Regions from separate parts of the Mus musculus genome. Here regions 1, 3 and 4 are each linked to region 2. The links are chromatin contacts, called in public ChIA-PET, HiChIP or PLAC-seq and promoter capture Hi-C maps. All regions are on one chromosome and are shown on one strand. The core of a region is the stretch at or near the end of the contact, and the rest is flanking DNA. Distances in the headings are between cores, read along the strand shown. Region 1 holds the start of Cdc42bpa (CDC42 binding protein kinase alpha). Region 2 holds the start of Ahctf1 (AT hook containing transcription factor 1). Region 3 overlaps Cnst (consortin, connexin sorting protein). Region 4 overlaps Cnst (consortin, connexin sorting protein).

What was found. ChIA-PET counts read pairs in DNA pulled down with a chosen protein or histone mark. HiChIP or PLAC-seq counts read pairs in DNA pulled down with a chosen protein or histone mark. Capture Hi-C pulls out chosen DNA fragments and counts their contacts.
Region 1: a promoter capture Hi-C map of adipose tissue shows a contact between it and region 2. The contact joins the promoter of Cdc42bpa here to the promoter of Ahctf1 in region 2. A contact is called at or near these places in 2 of 39 promoter capture datasets (cranial neural crest and liver), 9 of 484 Hi-C or Micro-C datasets (LSK cells, the N1E-115 cell line, Sertoli cells and 5 more), 2 of 115 datasets of contacts at active chromatin or transcription factors (both in embryonic stem cells) and 3 of 9 other capture datasets (adipose tissue, liver and pancreatic islet).
Region 3: an RNA polymerase II ChIA-PET map of memory CD8 T cells shows a contact between it and region 2, with 17 read pairs. The contact joins the enhancer-like site here to the promoter of Ahctf1 in region 2. A contact is called at or near these places in 5 of 115 datasets of contacts at active chromatin or transcription factors (the SCID.adh cell line, bone marrow-derived macrophages, embryonic stem cells and 1 more) and 3 of 9 other capture datasets (adipose tissue, liver and pancreatic islet).
Region 4: a contact with region 2 is called in a FOXA1 HiChIP or PLAC-seq map of pancreatic cancer cells. The contact joins the enhancer-like site here to the promoter of Ahctf1 in region 2. A contact is called at or near these places in 11 of 39 promoter capture datasets (the 3T3-L1 cell line, cranial neural crest, embryonic stem cells and 6 more), 1 of 484 Hi-C or Micro-C datasets (liver), 5 of 115 datasets of contacts at active chromatin or transcription factors (the SCID.adh cell line, embryonic stem cells, epiblast stem cells and 1 more) and 1 of 9 other capture datasets (pancreatic islet).

The regions. Positions count from the first base shown.
Region 1 is chr1:179,959,459-179,962,158 of GRCm38.p6, reverse strand. Cdc42bpa (CDC42 binding protein kinase alpha) reads right to left here and starts at 1,399. Exons shown (of 37, transcript NM_001359541.1): 1 at 872-1,399. The coding sequence starts at 1,049.
Region 2 is chr1:179,802,763-179,805,462 of GRCm38.p6, reverse strand. Ahctf1 (AT hook containing transcription factor 1) reads left to right here and starts at 1,448. Exons shown (of 36, transcript NM_026375.2): 1 at 1,448-2,110.
Region 3 is chr1:179,587,069-179,589,768 of GRCm38.p6, reverse strand. The region is part of intron 2 of Cnst (consortin, connexin sorting protein); the gene reads right to left. Among named protein-coding and RNA genes, the nearest start is that of Cnst, 42 kb to the right of the region's middle. Within about 2 kb of position 1,353, at least 42 of the 459 cell types and tissues checked have an H3K27ac peak or open chromatin away from gene starts, as enhancers often do. A contact at or near this core is called in the SCID.adh cell line, memory CD8 T cells and pancreatic islet, where this site is marked.
Region 4 is chr1:179,569,330-179,572,029 of GRCm38.p6, reverse strand. The region is part of intron 1 of Cnst (consortin, connexin sorting protein); the gene reads right to left. Among named protein-coding and RNA genes, the nearest start is that of Cnst, 24 kb to the right of the region's middle. Within about 2 kb of position 1,314, at least 67 of the 459 cell types and tissues checked have an H3K27ac peak or open chromatin away from gene starts, as enhancers often do. A contact at or near this core is called in the SCID.adh cell line, embryonic stem cells, liver and 1 more, where this site is marked.

The DNA of each region.
Region 1 (2,700 bases), core at 150-2,649, 160 kb before region 2:
CGATATAAAAATCATTTAGCTAGCTAAAAGTATTTCAACAGCTCAAAATTCTAAATGGCCTAAATCCTTCCAGAGCTATGGTACCACTCTCTACCAGCCTGGGCAGTGATGGCCACTGCTGGATGTCAGACTTCCCTCACACGAGTGAGTGACATCAGAGGCTCCTGGAGTTCAGACAAGCCTTGAAGGTCACATGCAGAGTTTGCCCGCATCACTGATCTAGTCCACTACTATAGGTCACCTGGGTCACATCTAGCCAGTATAGACACAAATTCAATTTAGAATAAAATCTAAGGCAGGTGGAGCTGCCTCCAAACATCCTCCAACTACATCTTTTTACACACACACATACACATAATTTCTATTATTTCTCAGGAACCTAGTGATTTTTGGAAAGTCCATGTTTAGTACTTTCCTTTGCCAGTGCTATCCAGAGATGAGACTAAACCCCCTGATCACCACCTCCACATTCCTGTTGTCCTAAAATTAACACAGGGACTTCAGCATCTCCTCAAATCTCCTGTGATTTTCAAAGACTGGGAAGGAATGTTCCAACCAACAAATACCCTCCCACTGAACGGTTGTGACAACTGTGCTCAATAATCCAATTCTGCCAATCCCAGCCTTCCTTCTGAAGCTCCTGCTGCTGCCCGCCCCCCCCCCCCCCCAGACGCAGTGAGTTCACAAACAGCAAGGCCAAACAACCAGGCAACAACTAAGTGGCACCGCTTTGCCCTGGCAAACAGTTAAGAAAAACTAGGAGAGAGAAGTCTTGACTAATAGGCGTTTGTTCTGTTGTTAAGGCTATACACATCATTTTCACTATAGTTAATAATGCTCACGCCCAGCAACGCATTAGAAGAAAACTTACCCCATTCTAGATATTCAAGAATGTTCTTCTCTCTTCTCAATGGAGAATTATTGCATTCATCGTAAAGACAGATGAGGATGTCCAGTAGCGTCTCCACACTGAAGCACTGCCCATTGGTCTGAGCTGGCCCATCTAAAATAAACTGCTCCAACTGCCTCAAACGCACTTCTCCGGACATGTTTGCTTCGATTTCTGCTGGTTTTCTTTTAAATGCCCTTACGATGTCTACTGTTACTATCTGAACCTAAAAGTTTAAAGATGTGGTTTTTAAAAATAAACCACTTGTTATTTCAACAACTGTCATGCAATGCCGGTGCTGAATTAAACATCCAATACACCAGTCACCTCACTTAACGGAAGCGTCTCCAATTTCACCCATAAACATATATATCTTGAGGGTGAGTTTCCATAAAATATAGATTTAATATTTTAAGAGAATAATACAATTAAATTGTACATTTAAATAAAATAATAATTAAAAGTACAACGAACTAAAGAGTCAACACTCCTTAAAAAAAAAAAAAAAAACTCCTTCATTCAAAATTCAATTCGTGCAACATAATCCTGAAACGAATCCAGTTGCATCATTAATGAATAAAGTCCCCTTGGCATCAGCAATTCACTTCCCGGGAAGAAGAAAAATTGAAAAAGGAGGAGGGGGCAACGTATGGAGGGGGAGGGAAAGCCAAAAATTCTGCAAATGCTCCCAACCTCCACTCGGATAGCGCCTGGGCGAGTCCTCCGCGGCAAAGGGAGGGCAGCTGCCGGAGCAGTTCTCCCGGCTCGGCTCGGAGCACGCCGAGCCTCCGCTCCGAGCTCTTTCTTCCTAGGGCTTTGCAGCGAGTCTTGCTTCCAGCGGACTGCGGCGAGGACGCGTCATCTTCCTCCCGGCTTCTCCCGGGGCCTGGCCGGCGGCGCAGCCGGGATGAGGCGGGCTGCGGGCGGCTCTCGCGCCGGGCTCCGGGGGCGGCGGCTACTTGGCCGCGCGAGCCCGCTCCATGCCGGAGGCCGCTGGCGGGCCGCGCCGTGCCGCCGGGCGCAGCGCCCGGGCTCCCGCTCGCGCCCTGCGGCCGCCGCCGCCGCCGCCCCTCGGCGAGGGGCTGCGCTGACGAATTCAGAGGACGCGGGCGGCAGCCGCGGTTCGGGCGGCGACTCGAGTCCCTTCTTCCCAGCCTTGGGCTGAGGGCATCTTTCCCGACGGACGCAGGCGGCTGAGGCGCGGGAGGAGGGGGCGCTGCCGCCGCTGAGGAGACCTGAGGCTGCCGCAGCCCGGCTCCCAACCACTCCCTTCCTCCTCTGCCCGCCTCCCCCGCCCGCCCTCCCGCCCGCGCCGCTCGCGCCCGCGCCGCCCGCGCCCGCGCCCTAGGCTCCCCGAGGCCGCTCCCGGCGCCGCGGCGCGCAGGCGGAGGCTCGCGGACCGTCCGGATCCAAAATGGCGGCGCGCCCCGCCCCCCGACCCCGCTGGAAGCGGCGCGCTGCGGCCCAGCCGAGCCCGAGCCCCGGGGGAGGGGGATCGCCTCGGCCCGCGGCGCTGCGGCTGCCGCAGCCAGGGAAGCGGGGTCCCCCGGGGCGACTCGGGTGTGGAACGGGTTGGCTCGGTGAGGCACGGGCTGGGAACTGCGCCACGGTGCCTCGCCGCCGCCCGGGGTCCCCGCGGTGACCACCCCCCAGCCGGCCTTCTTCCTCCACTTCTGCGGAGATGCCGTCGGTCCCGCAAGGGTACCCTCGGCTTCCAACCGCTCTAAGACAAGACAGCCGCTCCAGACGCTGTTTACCTGCCCACCCTGCCCCCATTCGGCTTTCCCACGCCCCAGACTCCTAATTTCCGG
Region 2 (2,700 bases), core at 199-2,698:
TCTAACTTCTTCCTCTCACAATTTAGAATAATACCTTGCGCAAACTAGCACACTTTTACATCTTGCAGTGAATAAAGAAAAAGTCACAAAGATAAACAGTTTATTTCTAAGAGGCAGCTTTATCTCAAAAATTGTGCAGAGAGAGAGAGTAGTAGAGACAGGCTTTCCTGATTAAAGCAGTCTACTAATGTCTTCTCCTTCTCTCTTCCCCCTTCTGTTTGTTTGTTTGTTTGTTTGTTTGTTTGTTTGTTTGAGATAGGGTTTCTCTATGTAGCCTTGGAACGACTATGGAGACCAGGCTGATCTTGAACGCACAGAGATCCTCCTGATTCTGCCTGTGCTCTTACAACTCAGTAATAAAGACACATTCTATTTCATTTGTTTGAAAATTCTTTGGTGCTGGGTCTAGCTTCAAAGAGAGATACTGATAGTCTACAGAAGAAAGCCCAAAGATGAGCTCCAAATGATAGTCTAGAAATGATACAGTCTAGAAATGATACAGTCTAGAAATGATACAGTCTAGGGATCTTGATTGGATCTGTTTTCACTGATAGTTAAAAGAATGAAAGGGTGGTTCAGGTCTTTAATCCCACGGCTCAGGAGACAGAGGCAAGAAGATCTCTGTGAGTTTGAGGCCAGCCCCATCTACTAAGAGAGTTCCAAGATAGCCAGGGCTGTTACACAGAGAAACCATGTCTAGAACAAACTGAAAGGAAAAAAAAAAAAAAAGAACTGTTAAGACTAGAAGAGTTAAAAGGCAAAGCACAACAAGCAGTAGCAGAATTAGCAGTTAAAAAGGCGTTTATTGCAGGCAGTAAACACACAGAGAAAAAGACCTTCTACAAAACAGAGAGGGGATTTGAGAAGCTGAAAAATCCAGTCTCTTCTTGAGGCCTGGGGGTTGTAAAACCTCTAAAACCTCCCTGACCTACTTTAGTGTTGGTCAGTTTGAAGGCAGAAAGGATGGATGGTTGATCGGTCCACTACAGTTGTGTAACGTGTTCTAATCAGGCTTTGAACTTATTGAACCAGTCCATCAGCAGGTGACCTGCAGGTAGATGATAAAAGCTTGCCAGGTTTTTGTCTCAAATCAGGAGGTTAAAAAAAGCTGGCCATCTTGGAAATTCGCCATGGCTCATGTCCCTGTTTGTCTACTAAGGGTCTGCCCAACTCCTCGTCTCTCAATACTAACAAATCGAAAAGAAAACATAGGTTTGGCATAATGGAACCTACAGCTTCGTGCATGCCAAGCACGAAGCTCTGCCAGCAGAATTACCCAGCGTCAGATATATGACAAAAGATTAGGCTAGGCGACCTGAACTCTCTGCTTTTTGAGAAAAAAAAAAAAATGAGAGTAAGAGTTTCTCAGTAAGTCTGGGTTTTGTGTGTGTGTGTGCGTTTCCTTGAAGAGTTGGAGCACAGAACGGAAAAAACGGAGGCAAGAGCAGCAGTCATAGACGGAAAGATTATCGCTTGGCTGCCAGCAGGAACCGCCACTAGATTAGGCCGGCCCTTGCTCCGCAAAGCCGGACACGCCCTACACTACGCCCAGCGCACAAAGCCCTATGGGACTTGTAGTCTTTCGCCTATCTGCTCCTAGGAGGCGGAGAGACCCTGCTGTACGTAAATGAATCTTTCTTCCCGGCGTCGTCTCGGTTTTCTCCCTTTGCGAAAGGCCTAGTAGGGAAAGTTTGAAAATTCCCGCGGAGTCGGCGCCAGAGGCCGGAACCCTCGCGAGAAGTCCGAGCCCCGCAGCGCGATCTGCGATCGGATCCCCGCCCTGGCCACGATCCTTCCCTGGGCGGAGAGGCTGTGTGTGTGGGGTTCGGGCAGTGCGCCCGGGGTAATGCGCAGAGCGCGGCCCGAGCGGTGCCAGCCCAGTAAGTCGAGTCGCCAGCGGGGAGGACGCGGCGCGGGCGGTGGGACGAGTTCGAAGCCGGGATTGGGCGAAGGAGCACCCGGGGCCTGAGGGGACCGGCGAGAGACTGAGCGAGAAGCGGCTTCCGCGGGCCCGGGGCGCGCGCCGGGCCGTGTCTCCCGGGAGATGCTGTGACGGACCGCACGGAAGCAGCGACGCCGGGGCCCTTGGCGGCCTGGCCCGCGGGCTCAGGTAGGGTGGGGAACCGCAGGCCCGCGCGCCGAGGGCGGGGCGGCCGGGGCGGCGAGGCCCGGGGCCTAGGCCGGGCGCACCGCCTCGCGGGGAAGCGGCGTCCGCGAGCCGCGACCGGTGCGGCTCGTTCCAGCGCTCGGGCGTTAGTTACATAACCCTGGCGGCGGGTGCCGGCACATGGCCGCAGAGTCGAGCCTCCGGGCTCGTCTCCCGCGCCCGCGGGCGGGATCTCCGCCCCCCGGGACGAGTCTGACTCGAGACCCCGGGCCGTCAGGGTGTAGCGGAGCGATGGAGACCTTTGTGGGGCGTTCCCCGCGGACAGCCGCGGGCGCTCCGAGTCTCTCCGGCGTTGGCGTGAGCTCCACATGGTCCTGTGCTTGGCTCGGGTGAGTCCTGGGCGGGGGAAAAAGTTTCACTCGCGAAGCGGGCCACAGGGCTGAGTGGATCTGGTCCAGGACATCTAAGAGAACCGTGTCCGGAGCTCATCTGCGAGCTGTAAGGCCCATGACTTTTGCCTTTGGTTGACTTTTTGGAGAGTCGACTCTGCTTTTTGAATTGATAGGTACACACATGGTCCTTTTGAGACAGGT
Region 3 (2,700 bases), core at 104-2,603, 220 kb after region 2:
TAATCCCAGCATTAGAGAGGCAGAGGAAGGCAAATCTGAATTCCAGGTCAGCCTAGTTTGCAGACTGAGTTCTGGGACAGCCAGGGCTACACAGAGAAACCCAAAACGAAAAACAAAAAGCAAAAAACAAAAATTAAAACAAAAGAACAAATGAAAACATTTAAAAAGAAGCATGTATGATAGTTACAGAGTTTGTTCAACATTCACCAACACTGTTAGTGTGAGCACCAACGGTTACAGACTTAGTTCAATGTTCACCAACACTGTTAGTGTGAGCACCAACGGTTACAGACTTGGTTCAATGTTCACCAACACTGTTAGTGTGAGCACCAGCGGGCTCGTGTCCCCAATACAGTAACATGCATTGCCTTCCAGGTTGGCTTCTTTTTCTTAGTCAGACACTCAAGTTTCCTTCACATCTTCCCATGGCTTCATATCTCGTTTCTTCTCAGCACAGAATGGGCTTCTTTTAGTAGGGGAACGATTAAGAAGAGAAACACAGGTATGACCATAGACTTACAGGCTAACATGATGTGAACCTGCACCTTTCTATTGTAGTAAATGACTTTATGATAGCTACTTGAACATTCAAAGTATAATATGGAAGCCTGGTGGTTGTCTGTGTGTATTTCAAGGTAATTTTGATATTGTTACATTTGGCAACAATGCCCTATAAGTCTTATAATTGTTTCTCACTTTAAGAAGGTTAATTATATGTCATGAGTTATCACTAAAATTCTTTGTGGTACATAAGAAGTTCTCTTGTAAAAACACATTTATAGTTAAGCAAGAAAATCAAAACATGAACTGTTGAATGCAATTTCCCCTTAACTATAACACCTCATTCAATATAGAGAAAGCTCTGTGCTACTGTACACGAATCCAGATGGTTAAAGAGAAACAAGAAACTCTAGTTACCTTCCTTTGCAAAACCACGTGAGTTACAATTAAAGTACCCTCCAAACAAGGTGGGGATGCTATTTATACATTTTGCAGATGACAGGCAAATTCAGAAGCCCTAATTTAACTTAACACCTGTCAACTTCATTAAGCTCTAAAAAAGAGAACACTGTTCAACATTTGTCTGTTAAGGTTTTATTTAGCTTTTATACTTGATTTTAGCAAAAGACTGAGAAACATTTTTATTTGATTTAAAAATTTGTAACAGCTTTGGGGCAAAGATCAGGTAGTTTATCTTGACTGAGATACATTTATCCAGTTCTGTGCCTCTGGCACAAGACTGATCCAGTCAGCTGAGAGCCTGAGGGTTGTCAGGAAGCACTTTAGAGCCCAGGGATAGCTTCTAACAGCTTTTGTCTCGAAATGCCAGGACTGCACCCTGGCATGCATGCCCCTCTAGTATCTGCCATCTGCCAGCTCAGCTGAGACGCGACTGCTGGCTTCCAGGCAGAGGAATAGTGTGACTGGATCATTTAAAAGCGGAAACCATGAATGTGAGACATTATCCCAGACAAATGAGACCCAAAGGGTCTAGAAGCCAGCAATGACCAGGTAAGCACAGTTGTGATGGAGCCCTAGTTAGGTTTTCAAAGCAAAACGGCAGGAGAGGCAGCCCCACTCTCCCATGTCCCTTTATCTGACTTGTCTCTGTTACCTGAAGGACAGACACAGGTGTTTGTCTCTGTGTCATCTAAGTAGAAGCCCCTCCAGAGCAGGAAGTGGCAGACTCTGCTGTAAATTATTGTCAGGTGAGCAGAAAGTCAACTGACAACTAGTTGGGTCACAAAATGATATCTGAAGCCAGAGAGGGAAAGCCAGGAACAATGTCACCTTCAAGAAAAGAAAGCAGGGCATTCGAGAATGCCCATGTGATTGACAAACTACAAAGCCAGTCCCGGTTGTTAGGAAGGATAAATGCTTAGAGAAAGCCCTGAGCTTTCACATCCATGATCTGAGAGGCTCTGCAGTGAGCAGGAACCACAAACAGCCTGTTAGAGAGTCCAGAGCCAAGCTCGAAAGCCCAGAAAAGGAACCCAAGTTAACCCAGTGAAGAAGTGCCACCCCTCTGCTTCCCAGAGTCACTGCCACCATAGGGTTCACCATGTCCAGCATCCAATAACAAAAGTCTCAAAGTGACAAAGAAACAGTTTAGAATGGCCTGAATAAGGAAAGAAATCGAAGAATGGAAAACGTTTCTGAGGAAGACTAAAACAGCAGTCCTACTAATGAAAGTAGGTTACCAGTCTCAAAAATGCTCAGAGACCAAAGGAAGGGAAGAACAAAAAAAAAACCAACAGGAAACACGAAAGCAAAGCAGAGGGAGACTAGGAGAGAGACGGACTGAAAAGGGAAATTACCGTTTAATGCACATGGACATTCTGTTTGGTGTGGCTTGAGTTTTGGAAATAGACACCAGCGAGGACTATGCATGATATGAATCTAATTACTGCCACTGAATGAACACAACCATTTTGGGCAATGAGTGGCTAAGGGCAAATTGATGTTTTACAGTAATAAAAATAGTAAAAGAGAAAGTACTTCAGCTCTGTGATTTTGCTACGATTCTCTGAGCCACTGCATAGCTTTTCTTCAAACTGCTGCACCCCAGAATGCTGTGTCCATCTCAGCCATATTCCTGTGGGTGACCAGGTGTGAACATACCTTGAGGTCTACACAGTCCCCACCCTAGACTTTCTCCCATGCATCTTCATTCTAATTTCTAATATTGTCACTGTCTAA
Region 4 (2,700 bases), core at 65-2,564, 230 kb after region 2:
GTGCACATGCACAAACGAGTGTGGAGGCCAGAGGTTGATGCAGGGAGTTTTCAGTTGCTTTCCACTTCCTTTTTAAAGATTTCTCTTATTGAGCCAGAGGCTCATTGATTTGGCTAGGTTGGCTATCCCTGTGTCCCCAGTGCCAGGATTACAGATGTGCAATGACACACTCAGCTTCTTTTTTGTTTGTTTGTTTTTTTCCGAGACAGGGTTTCTCTGTGTAGCCCTGGCTGTCCTGGAACTCTGTAGACCAGGTTGACCTCAAACCCAAAAAAATCCACCTGTCTGCCTCCCAAGTGCTGGGATTAAAGGCATGAACCACCACCACCGCCTGGCTCAGCTTCTTACAGATGTTCTGGGAACTCAAGTCCAGGTCCTCACACTTGTGGGCCAAGCGCTTTACCCAGTAGGCCATTGTCCCAGTTCCAATTTCAGTGCGTGTGTGTATGTGTGTGTGTGTGTGTGTGTGTGTGTGTGTGTGTAAGACTAATGCTTCTCAGTGCTCTCTCCCTAAGATGCTGCCCTCAGGGCTCCCTTGTGGACAATGTCAGCGCGTAGCTCCCGAGGAAGCGAATGTGAAGTCACAAGGTTTGACTGCTGGTCTACTGGATGTTGCCTGTACACAATGGCAGCATTCAGTCGAAGACCATGACCAGCAAGAGAAAGCAGTAATGGATCCTATCTAGTGGGGAAGGTGGTAAAATGCATATCAAGTGCTTTGACTGACAGGAGTTGACAGGAGCTGAAATGTTCATTTTACATAACTAAATTAAAATGGAAATTAATTCAGTAACTGAAAGCCTTAGGCACATGTGGAACACTGTATTTGAGCCTTTTACATCAGTAAATTTTACGAAATCAAAATACAGATTAAGCACTGGGCACAGTGGTCCACACCTATAATCTCAGCACCCAGGAAGCAGGGGTGGCAAGAGGGTCACAGTTTGCGGCCAGCCCAGGTATAGAGAGCTGGAGACCACCCTCAGTAACACAGTGAGGCCCTGTCTCTAAACAAGGCCATGGGTTAAGGCACTTGCTACCAAGCTCACAAGCATGCACCCACATGCTAAATAAATGTAATTTTTTAAAAGGGTTATTAGCTAAGCTTGCTGGTACACACCTACAAACCCAGCACTGAGGAAGCTGGGGCATAAAGACTGCTGTGAGGTTGAGACTAGCCTGGGATATATGTAGAGTACTAAGCTAGCCAGCCCTACACAAGACCCTGTGTTTCACTCTAACATGTACCAAGAAGGGGAGAGGCTTTTCCTAGTGTAGTTTCTAGAAACAATATTACATATACAGCCTGCACTGTATTTCTATTGGTCCATACCGCTCTGACACAGCCTTGACAAGGGTCATAGTCATGGTGACTCACTCCATGCTAATTCATTCTTGCTAATACAAGTTATGCTACAGGCATTTCCTGGCACAGACATTATAATTAGTGTAACATGACAATGTAAATAAATACCTACTGACAGAAATAGATGCTATAGGCCTTTAAAAGTAATTTCTACTCCTTGTTTATTTATTTTCAGAATGTCAGCCTCAGAATTATGCATCCCCCTTGTTGGTACTTCCTCATACCCAAACGTCAAAACATTTTGGGCACATTGTAAAAGTTGTATATCAAAAACAAAACCAGACTCACAGGAGGTGCACACACTGAAGAGATGGGGCATAGTGTTGGGAGAGGGCCCTGGGAATTACCTGGAAAGTATCAAGCAGCCAAGACAGGGGCAACTGGCCCACTCGCACGTGAGTGTTAGTTACCATAAGTCCATACTGTGCATTCTACTCCATAAATCCACACTGTTTAGAGATGAATTCTATCATAATTCCAAATTCTACTTCGTGGTATATTCACTGTCTTCAAATCAGCCTCATGGTGCAGTTAAATTACAAAGTAGTAGCTAAACAGAGATCTGCATCCTAACCTTCTACAGGAGAAACGAATCACCAGGAGTGCCAGACTCTTCTAGGTTAACAGAAAGTGACGCCAACTGTCATTTATACCATATTCTGCAAAACTTAAGTCATTCTTTTTCCTGTTTCTTTTTTTTTTTTTCCTTTTTTTTTTTTTTTTTTCCTGTTTCTTTATGTGGACAACTGAACGTCATTTCTAAAACCTTGACTCTGGTTTATTTCATGTTTTAAAAGGAAGGATGGATGTGTGTGTGTGTGTGTGTGTGTGTGTGTGTGTGTGTGTACCCATGCTGTAGGAATCTCACAAATGTTACTGTTAACCTTTTATAGCTTTGTACCGTTTAGAGACACTTGCATTCTAAAACACCACTTTTGTTTGTCAGATCCTAAAGAAACCCCCAGACAAGTCTTCCTCCGTCCCCATGCTCCTCCCAGCACTTCTCATTCCACCCCTACCCTAAGCCTCTCCCTCTCTGGGGCTGGGCTGCCCTTCCCTTCCCCCAGGCTTCTCAATCCCATTTAACTCTGCTATTTTGGTTACTTGCTCTCTTGGTTCTTCTCTTGGCTCCTGGCTCCCCTCTCTGGGTTCCCATGCACTCTCTTGGTCCTCTTGGCCTCCTCTACCTACTATCTTCTTTCTCTCTCTCTCTCCAATGCTGTCTCCCATCCTCTCATAGCCCCATTGAGTCTGCTGGTGTGTTCAGGTTGGCCTCAGGCTAAATTATTCTTATCCACCCTTCTCAACACACCTACTCTCATCTTCCTTTCTTA